2 separate regions of the Danio rerio genome follow, and region 2 is linked to region 1. A link is a contact called in public Hi-C data. All regions are on one chromosome and are shown on one strand. The core of a region is the stretch at or near the end of the contact, and the rest is flanking DNA. Distances in the headings are between cores, read along the strand shown.

What was found. Hi-C and Micro-C count contacts between places; a contact is called where the count stands out from the background.
Region 2: a Hi-C map of embryo shows a contact between it and region 1, with 2.4 times the contacts expected there. The contact joins the enhancer-like site here to the promoter of si:dkey-27b3.4 in region 1. A contact is called at or near these places in 4 of 18 Hi-C or Micro-C datasets (caudal fin, embryo and hematopoietic stem cells).

What each region holds. Positions count from the first base shown.
Region 1 is chr10:9,284,480-9,291,068 of GRCz12tu, reverse strand. si:dkey-27b3.4 reads right to left here and starts at 2,693. Exons shown (of 5, transcript XM_021472223.3): 1 at 1,892-2,693. The coding sequence starts at 1,988. It overlaps isl1b (ISL LIM homeobox 1b), which reads right to left. Exons shown (of 6, transcript NM_001002043.1): 4 at 5,591-5,865; 5 at 3,899-4,030; 6 at 2,753-3,818. The coding sequence ends at 3,714.
Region 2 is chr10:9,411,812-9,417,910 of GRCz12tu, reverse strand. It overlaps itga1 (integrin, alpha 1), which reads right to left. Exons shown (of 30, transcript XM_073914404.1): 15 at 4,426-4,556; 16 at 658-821. Among named protein-coding and RNA genes, the nearest start is that of itga2.2, 72 kb to the left of the region's middle. Within about 2 kb of position 1,265, at least 3 of the 62 cell types and tissues checked have an H3K27ac peak or open chromatin away from gene starts, as enhancers often do.

The DNA of each region.
Region 1 (6,589 bases), core at 1,444-3,943:
ATTTAGGAAGTATCAAGTTTCATGAAGGAAAATATTAGTAAATTTACCAAAGGAAATTTTAGTACATTTTCATTTACTAACCGATTTTTTAGTTAATAATGTGCATTGAAGCTAATTTAGACCATTTTAAATGTGATTTTTTCAGTATTTTGATTATTTTAATCCTCAGATTCCATTATGTATAAATCTCATTTTTTTATTGACACTTGTGAGGTCCAGAGTCACAAACTAATCATGGCTTCGCTACAATAACCATAGTTTAACTAAAAGAAACTAAACCTATTGAAAATGCTAATCAATATACCAAAGAACATGGTTCATTTTAATGAAGATAAAATGCTACTTTATTAAATAAATTAGTATATTTCCAATTGAATAAATAGTGCCCAAAAAGGACAAGTTAATCTGATTGCTAGCAATGAAACAAAAGGTGTATTTCATTTATTTCAAGTCAAATTTGCAAACCAATGTGTGAACATTCTTAGGAAATCATGCCCTATAGGCTACATTTACAGTAATGTCTTACATTTAACACAATTTTAAACAATGTTGCATACTTTTTCCCAGAGATGGGTCGCAGCTGGAAGTGCATGCGCTGCGTAAAAACTTGCTGGATAAGTTGGCGGTTCATTCCGCTGTGGCGACCCCGGATTAATAAAGGGACTAAGCCGACAGGAAAATGAATGAATGAACGAATGTTGCATACTTGCAAAAAAGATCCACATTCCAGGACTAAAAACATGTCAGAAGCTACTGTAAAGCTGAAATTAGAGTTCAAAATTGTTGCCTGCCTATATACAATTATTTAATTCAAGTTAAGTTATAACAACATTTATTATTCATTCATTCATTCATTTTCTTGTCGGCTTAGTCCCTTTATTAATCCGGTTTCGCCATAGCGGAATGAACCGCCAACTTATCCAGCACGTTTTTTACGCAGCGGATGCCCTTCCAGCCGTAACCCATCTCAGGGAAACATCCACACACACTCATTCACACACACACACACTCATACACTACGGACAATTTAGCCTGAATTCACCTATACCGCATGTCTTTTAAAACCCACACGAGCGCAGGGAGAACTCCACACAGAAATGCCAACTGAGCAGAGGCTCGAACCAGCGACCTTCTTGCTGTGAGGCGACAGCACTACTGCGCCACTACGTCACCCCAACATTTATTACATGAAAATATATATAATATGTAATAAATCGCTTTGAGAAATAACTTATATTACAGTAAATGGGATATAGGAATGCCATTCTTATTTGTTTGTTTTCTACTTAACTAATCATCCAAGAAAGATTTAAATGTTTTGTTGATTTGTAAATAACACCAGTCTAATGTGAACATAGCTAATTTGAAAGTTAAGTAGTTAATGTTTGTTGAATGAGGCACATATCATTCATTACACCTAAACATAACTACAGCATTTATGACCTGCTCCTATAGTTACACTTTAAATAACTCACTGACATATTTTTAGTGTGTGCTCTGTGAACTTTACACTGCAGTCTATCAGACTATTTTGTCAGTGTTTACGAGCAACAAGGAAGTAGCACATGCAGATGTGGTCTAACCTGCCTAGAAATGCACAAAATGTAGTAACGTGATTTTTTTGTAAAAACATTGCGTGATAAATGACAAATGTTAATGCTAACATTTATAACATAATTTTGTGCTAGATAAAAGATTTTTGCTCAAAACGGCAAGTATATGACGAAGATTTTTATGCATGTGTAAGGTGCAGTTTAAAGGTAGCAATTGCAATAGCACTAATTCTTTTCACGGATCATTGATAATGCATTTTACATCTCAAAGACATTCACAAATCGTAGACTAACCCAGAGGAAATCCTGTAAGTAAATGAAGGATGTATGTTACTCACCGTTTTCTTCTTCTTTTACAAAGGAGTGCGATGTCAGGACGAGCGGTGGATCACTGGGCAATGCATTCGTGATGCAATAACTTTCTTTCGCTTTCATTTTTAAAACTACTGCAATAGGACTCTAAAAATAGCCGCAGTGGTATCAAATGACATAAAACTACATAATGGATAACTTTTAATCATTTAAAATAATTTTAATGATTATATTTCAGCTACTAGCAGTGAGTGAGATATATATATGCCACCAGAGCCAAATTTTTCAAAAGTAAAATTAAGTTTTATTTTATTTTAAATTTATTAAGTTAATGATCAAAAACTTAATGGTTGCTGATGAAATACATTCCTTCATATTTAAAGCCTTTATAAAGCATATCACATCTAGATGGTATATAAGATCTGGTAAACAACAACAAAACAATATCAAAGCAGTTTTGTATTAGAACAAACTATAAGGTTAAATATTTGTTGATTAAAGTGATTCTGTTTGTAACCATTAAAACAACCTATGTCTGTTTGTGGCAGCTGGTATTTTGCATACCTGTTTTTTTTTTTTTTTTTGCTAAGCCAGTAGGCTACGCAATTGGTTCCATTTAAGGCTCTGGTAAACAGTATTTCGTAATCCTGAAATTTGATATTGGGATCAGAGTGGTCCATCCCAGTGTACCTTTAAAAACTGTAGTAAGATAGATCAGTTAATCCTGGATAGCAAAACATGGGTTTTCCAAATCTGTACCAATTTGATCCAGATGACATTTTTTGAAAAACTGGGCCCTGTGTTACTTATTTAATAAGAGAAACAAAAAAGCAGAAACGGTGCTGGAGAATCATGACAAAAATAACAGCTCAACAACACATCAAGGCAACTTTGTGATAATATAATTTATATACCAATAATGAAATACAATATCTATCAAACTTTCTAGACGATCTGTGCAATACAAGACATTAATTTTAATAATTTTTGTTTCATTTCTACCAGTACTTTTGGCGCAACCATATAGGCACATTGGTTAACAAACTGAATTGAATGCAAATTAAAAAAAAAATACAACAACAGTTCATTTTAATAAGCAAATACATTGCAAAATAATAAGAGCACTAACACGCTGTCACATTTTACCCACACAGGATAATCCTTGTGCTTTAAATATAATAAATTACTATTGTTTTAATAATATACACTGTGTTTACAAGATTTAAATCAGAAAAATTAATTATAGTGGTTAAGAGAGCTGAAGGTGCAGCAATTTAAGAAAACACATGCAATTACAAAAAACACCAGCAAATTAAGAAAAGGGGTACATCCGTTTAACAGCACACATTCTGCAATTCCTTACAGCGCATACACATTTTTAAAAAAATGCACTGCATTTTCTTACAATGCAAACAAATTAATAAAATGTACTACATTGTCATAAAATACTTGCAAAATAGCTCGGAACACAATGGAAATGTTTTAAAAGGATCCTAAAATGTGACAGACCATTTAGGTTATGGTTATTTGGGCTAATAAAATGAACAAAGGGAATCTGGACGTTTAAATAAACAAACAAAAACTCACCTTTCAAAGATCACCTACAACTTCACTGAGCAATAGTCATGGCACAGCAGCGTTCGTCACGTTTTTGGGTCCCACAAAACATTTCTGTTGTGTTTTTTAAACATTTTTTAATGTGTCACACGGATGAAGATCTTTTCTTAATTTGCTGCTGTTTTTTGTAATTGTATTTTTTTTTTTATTGCAGCACGTTAAGCTCTCACAGCCACCTTAAATAATACTTCAATTGAGCAAGTATACATTGAATTGCTGGTGTATCTCTGTTCACTCTCTGATGTCCGTTGGACTTGCTGTCAGGCTGTTGGCGGTGTCTGATACTGACGCAACTTCACTTCCAGCAGAACACGGGCCTTCTGTTGGTAAAGACAGCTGGAACCCAAATCAAAACAAATTAATAACAGTACAAAAAATGTATCCATTATGCAGTCTCAGTAATCCTTGATGTTTACCATTTGTGGGAATGATCTGTGCTCAGCTTCGTTTTCCAGAATGAAGTCGGTCAGTAGTTTCCATGGTGGGCTGATCATCACATCACTGTCCTGACTCTCTGTACTGACCAGCAGTAGCGGCTCCTCTGAAACCTACAATGTTTAAAGAATGTGTCATTAGCCAGATCTCATTAACCAAATGAATGTTTTTTTAAGTTTTCAAAAAAAATAATAATAATTTCCATCAAGTTGTTAGAGAAGCTGACTGTAGTATTGGTAACCTTGTAACAGACAGTAAACAACTCACCATAGCAGAAACAGCTGATTAGTCTCATGAGTGTAATGCTCTCTATGTCACAGTTTATTTGGGAAATGGGTTTCCATTCACATAAACCCCGTTTCTCATCAAAACCGCCACAAGTGAATGTTAAAACCTTTTTTCAAACTAAGTTTTTTTTTTTAAACTTCCATTTCTTGTTTGTGATTTGATACTTCAAATTTGCATCAAGACAGGGTGAAGGAAACACAGCTAATGCTAAAGCTGCAAACTGTAAGTTTTGCCTCTTTGTCGCCATCTCTATTTTAAAACGTGCAACTGCAGCTTTTTGCTTTTTGTTTCCATTGGTTTGTGTGTCGTGGTGTGTATAATCTAATGTTTTGCAGTGTATGTGGTGGTCAGTCACTGCGCCGATGGAGTTGGAGGTACTTAATACTTTGATCGAAATAACAAATTCTACCGGAGAATGTCATCTGAACCAATAAATAATGTCCACCTTTTTGTTTTGACTAGCTGAGGATAAAAATGTATCACAAATTAGTCATGCTGTGTATATATAGTGATCAAATTTAACAAATTAGCTTATATCACACCTCTTTATGCAAATTATTATTGATATATTTTGTTTTCAATCTGTTAGTGTTAAAGTCTGTGTGAAATTAAAAAAAAAATATTTTCCTATCTCACATTGTTATTCTTTAATTAAATGTGATCTTAATTCAAAGTCTGATCTTCTGCTTCCATGTTTGTAGTGCTGGCTCTTCTCTGATTATGTCAGTTTGACAACTTACTTCAGTTTACTTTCAGTAAATAAGCCCCAAATAAGCCCTGTCCCTACTCAATATTCCATTTCAGTTGGAAGTACATTGACATACTGAAATAAGTCTCAGCAACTTCCCATTCAACCGGATTTCAATTTCAACATGATTTTACTGTTACATTTAGTATTTGTATAGTCTAATTTCTAATTGATGTAACATTTGAATTTCATGGGAAATTGTTCATTTAAATAAAAAAACAATCCAGGCTCATTCTGAAAATGAACCGCAATATACATTTCTGGAGAGCGCCAAATTGGTCCCAGGAGCTATGCTTTTCTTTTTTTTGCGAATCCACCAGAGGCCGCTGTGTACACTTTTTGAGATCTCAAATTTTTTTCTCAAGTGCCATTCACGCCTGCTGTTCTTGCATAATTCCAATAGAAGCCGCTGTCAACTGACTGACCCATCCAATGAACAACAGACCACCCATATTTTCATGCGAAAACCTACCAGTAGCAATGAAATTATAAAACATAAAGCATTATTACAAGCTCACCGTTGTGAATCAGGCTAGGGTAAGGAAATAGTTTTGAACACTGACTGGTTATGTACTTAATAAATAAATAAATAAAAATTACAGACTGCAGCTTTAGTTTTAAAGTAAGTGCTACTAACCAGATGCCCCTCAAGCTGCTTCTGTGTGTGTCTCATGGTCAGACTTCTCTTCTTATCTTTGCATCTCTTGTTCTGGAACCAGACACGAATGACCCGAGGACTGAGACCAGTCATTTCAACCAGCTGCTCTTTCATGAGAGCATCAGGTCTGGGATTTGCAGTGTAACAGGTCTGAAGCATGCAGAGCTGAGTCTCACTGAGAACCGTCCTGACGCGGGTCGCCCTCTCTGAACACCTCTGCATTGAGGACCAGGACAGTGTGGATTTGATCTCCTCTGTAGTAGTGTGACATAAAGAGAGAGTTTACTTTAAAACAACACACTGTAATTTCAAAATATACACTTTTTTTACTAACTGAAACCTGCTACATCCAAAGTGACTTATATAATCCAACTAAAGGTCAATAGAATGGTCAGTGCAGTGCCTGACTGCTGGATCTTTCCCCATCCCATATTCCTGTTTCTCTTCAAATGTACTTCTCGTAAGTATACTCACAAAAATAAATAATTAAAAAAGCTATTAACTTAAAGTAAAGCAAGCCTTTCCACATTCTTTTCTCATGCTTTCCACAGAGACAGATGAGTCTTCGCTTAGGTCCAGCTTCCAGCCTCTGGCGCCTAGTCTGCAGCTCTGCACAAGACGTTTCTCCAGAGGAGAAATAGTCGTGCCCAACTCAGCCTGTTTTCTCTCGAGATTTTTTAGCTTTTCACTTTCGCCAGTTGGTGAGTTTTTTCCTCGCTGCTGTCACCACTGGCTTGGATGGTTCGGGATCTGTAGAGCTACGCATCAATGGATTGCTCTTTATTTTTTGGACTCTCAGTAGTAAATATTAAACCACACTGAACTGAGCTAAACTGAACTGAACTTAAACTCTGAAAACTGAACTGACACTATTTCAATTTACTATGATCTTCTATGTGAAGCTGCTTTGACACAATCTACATTGTAAAAGTGCTAAACAAGTAAATGTGAATAGAATTTAATTTAATGACAATCCTT
Region 2 (6,099 bases), core at 16-2,515, 130 kb before region 1:
CTGTCCTCAGTTATTTACACTGGCTTCCAGTAACATTCAGAATAGATTTTAAAGTATTATTACTTGTCTATAAATCACTAAATGGCCTAGGACCTCAATACATTACAGATATGCTTACTGAATACAAATCAAATAGATCACAGATCTTTAGGATCATATAAACTAGAAAATCCAAGAGTTCAGTCGGAGCAGGGTGTATCTGCTTTCAGATACTACACCCCTCACTGCTGGAATCAGAAATGATCAGATGTGCTCCAACATTACACGTTCAAATCCAGACTTAATTTACATCTGTTTAGCTGAGCCTTTACTAAATGAGCACTCTGCTATGTCCGACAGATGTCCTTCTTTTCTTTTACATTCCTTTAAAACACATTTTAATCAGTTTTTATGTCATTAATAATTTTTATTCTTTGTTGTTTTTATTTTCTTATACTTGTTCCTTTTATTCCTGTTTATGTAAAGCACTTTGAATTATCATTGTGCATGAAATGTGCTATATAAATAAACTTGCCTTGCCTTAAAATGATAATTGTAAGACACATTAATAGCGGAAGCTCTGGGAATAGACGCTTCTCATAGGAACCACTAAGAAATTAGGAGATGCATATGATCTCTTCATGTTTAGTGTGGACCCAGCATTAGTCAGACACTCACCAGTTCCAGTGTTCATCTCTTTAACAGACTTGATTCGATATTTGAAGCATACTCTCGTCTTCACGCATACGGTGGTCTTCCCATGGACTTGACACGTATGCTGGAGATTGATCTTAATAGGGTCAAAAGTCATCTCAGCGAGAAGCTCTGCAACATCCCGAGACCTGGATTCAACAAATTCAACAAAATGTTTATAGGAACAGAGCAGAATCTGCAGGATTAATCGGTACTTCATTTCACTCAGTACAACAACAGCTGCTCCATAGATCATAAACTGATTCCGGTCCAACTAAACATTTCAGATAGTCTCCAAAAACATGTAATATGTGGTCAATTACAGCACTCCTAAAAGGCTGGGTGGTGCATTTATGGGGAGTGAAGATGGCAGAGGTCACTAGGCTCTATGGATTTGCTCAACAGTCCCAGAGTCCCAGCGTTAGGGGTCATGTGGTGGCCGTTGGGGAATCTGTGATCTCTACAGGGGGATCTAAGAAAGGAAACTCAGCCAAGAGTTTATTTGGTGGTTGGAGGCTCTCACACACTCAGAGTCCAGCAGAAATGGGTCGTAGCGGAGAGACGTAACCCCTGACGGACGAGCCTCTGCAATTGTGGGATGTTTAGGCTCATGGCCAAATTTGAGACAGCTGTTGCGGATGGGAAGAGGAAGCTGGACGTCAAGAGGGTAGTGAGTTCAAGTTTCATACCCGTGGTTTTTATTTTAGCCACAGACATTAGTGGGAATTTTTAAATGATGTACGACAGGACAGAGAAATGAATGTTATGTTGAGACTCATTTATAGGATCTGTTAGTTTTTTAGCAATTTTACCATTTTTTTGGTAACTGTGATTTTATATGAAGAAGCATGAAAACAGCTGTAATTTAGCAATATATGAAATGACATAGATGACATACAAGTTTATACTTGGATATGACATATATAAAATATACACACATTCCTTCAAATTTATTAGCTATAATATTATACAGGGATCAAACATTAGGCATCAGTTACCTATGGCTGCTGCTAAACTTTTTATGAATACAATGATTTTACCTCATTTATCTTATTGTGCTACAAGCTGGTCGCATACGAACATTACAACATTAAAACCATTGTATGTTATATATAAACAAACTGTTAAAATTTTAGCTAAAAAGCCAAGGAGCTATCATCATTGCAACTGTTTTGCACAACAAAAATTACTAACATTTGACAGTTTCTTATTTTATGCTGATGTGTGTTTAATGTATAAAATATTTCATGATCTTGCACCACCACCCCTCAAACAATGTGTGATTGTCGGCAAGGACAATATAAGACAGACTAGGTCATCTGTTAGAGGTGATTGTTCAGTTAAACTTAAGTGAACTGCTTTTGGACAATCAGTTTTTTTCAGTTAAAGCAGCAGAAAGATGGAATAAAATACCAGTGTATATCAGAGAGAGCAGCACTTTTAATAATTTTAAAACTGTTCTTAAAATCTGGCTAAAACAAAATCAAATATGCAGCCACTGATTTGATTTCATTTTATTGACAATGATGTATTGTATTTATTGTACTGTAAGTGTATATTGTATTTGTTATAAGTGTTAAATTTGTTACTTCCTGCCCAGGGACTACAGATGTAAATTAGCTTTATAGCTAACTCTGGCACAACATGTCATGTTGTACATTGTCCCTGTATAAATAAATAAAGTAAATAAATAAATAAAAAACATAAATGAGTACACCCCAGTTTGAAAATGAATATTTTTATCCATTTCTCTGTCAAGATAGGTCATATATTTTGATGTGTTTGAACAAATTTATTAAATGGATATATTTATTAAAATAATATTTTAGTCATCAAATATCTTTAGAAATAGAAAAATAATATAATTAAATGAAGCGAAATATTGAAGAAAAAAATGACTTCATTTTATACTTTTTTTATGTTTCTCTTCAATTAAGCTCTTTTAAAATTTTTTATTTAATATTTTTCCATGACATAAATTTGGGTGTACAAATTTTCGACCATTATCATAAGTTATTTTGTTGGATTATCTCCAGATTTGGATTCAGTACTGGCTAATCTAAAGAGCTAACTAAAGAGCAGCTTTTTCCAACTTAGATTAGTGGCAAAAGTTAAGCCATTTCTATCTTAAAAAGATTTAGAAACGGTGACCCGTGCTTTAATCTCCTCTCGGTTAGACTACTGCAACTCCTTGTACATTGGTCTACCCCAGTCAACACTCTCTCGGTTACAGTTGGTCCAAAATGCAGCCGCCAGATTGATAACAGGAACTAAGAAAAGAGATCATATCTCCCCTGTCCTCGCCTCATTGCACTGGCTTCCTATTAGATAAAGAGTTGATTTTAAAATCCTTCTTTTTACATATAAAGCTTTGCACAATTCTGCCTCGGCCTATGTCAGTGAGCTTATTAGGCCATATACAGCTTGTAGACCATTAAGGTCCATTAATCAGTTTCTTCTGTCTGTCCCTCGGTCTCGCTGCAAATCAAAGGGTGATCGAACTTTCTGTGTTGCAGACCCTATATTACCAGCCCTGCTGGTAATATAGAGGATTTAGGCAAACACAGCAGCACGGCGATGTGTCTGAATGTGAACAAACTCCTGATAAAAGTCAACGTCCGCCATTCTCTAATTCGCGTGCTGCTCTCTCGACAAAAATGCTTGCAGCACACACACAGCTTTGCTGTATGATCGGCCCTGACAAGATCGCGGGGATAAAACATGCAACAAACCCCGTGGATCATGGAAACAAACACATACGAGCCTTCATGAACGGCTACTGCGTTCCGTTGGTCTGTGTCTCACAGCTTGCTTGAAACTGGCAGGTCTGCCTTTGGAATGCACGTGCTCTCATGAATAATTTAGCAGCCGGCTCTTCTCATAGGATAAGAAAACTCCGCTATGAATAATAATGAGAAACCAACGCGTCATCATTGCACTTGCAGTACTGCGCTACGTCGCCGATTTTGATCCCGCCCCAAATATCATTTTAAACCTGGAAGCTGAAATTAGCTGACAAAAGCTCAAATTTATGCAGTTTTCCCCACAATTAAAGCTGACAGGTGCTAACATTGTCTTAACTGATGCTCAACACAAACAAATCTGTTAAAATTAAAAAAAAAAGTTCTCCAGGGTGTCCTGAACTTTTAAATCTAACTTGAAGACGTATTTTTACTCCCTTGCCTTTGAGTGACTCATACATGTAATTTTTTATACTGTATTTTAATAATACACATCTATTTCATTTTCTTACATTTTTTTTATACAAGATTTATTTATTTATATATTTTTAAATAATTTATCTCATTGTAAAGCACTTTGGATCAACTACGGTTGTATAAAATTGTGCTCTATAAATAAAGTTTGCCTTGCCTTGCCTTGCCTAATGTATATGCACAAATATAATAAATGTTAAAGCTTCCTGTAGAAAAAAAGAGAGATTTGTGAGGGGTGTATAAACACTGTATGAGCATATGTATTTGTATATGAAAATTCTTGAAATAAAAGCTTATAACTACTTGGGGGGAGGGGGGAGGGGGGGGGTAAATAGTAAGTAAATGGATATATTTTTGGTGAACTATCGCTTTAAGACAGGTCTGGCTCTAGTGTTCTCATGTCAGAGAGAATAAATCTGTTGTTTGAGGCTATGAACTTTTTTAACATATTTTCTACATGCACAATAATATACACTATAAGAAAAAGAAAACATTATAGGCCATCATATGAACTGATTTATCAAATCATCAGACTTACCAATAAAGTGCAGCTCCTCCTATTCCTCCAATAGTGACATCGATGATGCCATCATCATTCAAATCCATAATGCCATGAATCGACTGGCCAAAGAACTTCATGCTCTCTCCATCTCCTCCAGCTGCAATACGCTAAACATAAATATATTCATATTATAAACATGACCATTTCCTGTTGGTGCTTGTGAATGTAAAGCAAATAACAAAACGTTTATGAATTTAAATGGCAACACTTCATTTATTTTAATTTCATCCTAAGCTGCTATTCCTTTGAAACCTATTATCTTTAAAGAAGTCACAATGTAAAATATACTTGTTTTAATTTTGCTTGATAAAAATAAATAAGAAATGGATAATAAAACTGAGCTAAACTGAACTTCAATTATTTTTAACTAATATTATTAATATAAAGTTTACAGGTCTAATTTTTAAATATAACATTAATTTTGTAATGTTTACTCTCAAATTACTCACCCTCAAGTGGTTTCTAAACCTTTAAAAGTTTCTTTTTTCTGTTGAACACTACGGAAGGTATTTTGAAGAAATCTGAAAACCTCTAACTATTGTGGAAACTATAGTAGGAAAAACAAGTACTATAAAAGTCAATGGTTACAGGTTTCCTACATTTTTCTAAATATCTTCTTTTGTGTTTAACAGAAAAAAAGAAACTCAAGTTTTTAAAGTTTCAAAGAACAAGAAAAGGGTGATGAAATTATAACCGAATTTCCATCTCTGGATGAACTATCCATAATTTATTATTTCTTTTAAAACGGTTAAATTTAAGAGTTAGATCTGCAAACTTTTTATTAATACTATTAGTTAAAAATACTTGAGGTTCAGCATACAGTGCATTCGGAAAGTATTCATAGCACTTGACTTTTTCCACATTTTGTAATGTTACAACCTTGTTCCTAAATGGATTAAATTCATTTATTTCCTCAAAAATCTACACACAATAGCCCATAATGACAATGTGAAAAAATATTTTTTGAACTTGTTCTAAATTTATTACAAAGAAAGAACCTGAAATATCACATGTACATCAGTATTCACAGCCTTTGCAGTGAAACTCTAAATTGAGCTCAGGTACATTCTGTTTCCACTGATCATTCTTGAGATGTTTCAGCAGCTAAATTGAAGTTCACCTGTGGTCAACTCAGTTGATTGGACATGATTTGAAAAGGTATACACCTGTCTATATAGGACAACCATCTGTTCAGCAATCCACCAATCAGGCCTGTATTGTTGAGTGGCCAGATGGGCCTGATTGGTGGATTGCTGCACAGATGGTTGTCCTAAATAGACAGGTATAGACTCCCCACCTGGAATTAGGCAAAAGGCATCTGAAGGAATCGTAGATCATAAGAAGCAAAATTCTCTGGTCTGATGAGACTAAAATTGAACTCTTCGTAGTGAATGCCAGGAGTTTTGTTTGGAGTAAACCAGGCACCGCTTATCACCAGGCTAATACCATCCCTACAGTGAAGCATGGTGGTGGCAGCATCATGTTGTGAGGATGTTTTTCAGCAGCAGGAACTGGACTAGTCAGGATAGAGGGAAAGTTGAATGCAGCAATGTACAGAGACATCCTGAATGAAAACCAGATTGGGGCGACGTTTTATCTTCTAGCAGGACAATTACCCAAAGCACAGCACCAAAATGTCAATGGAGTGGC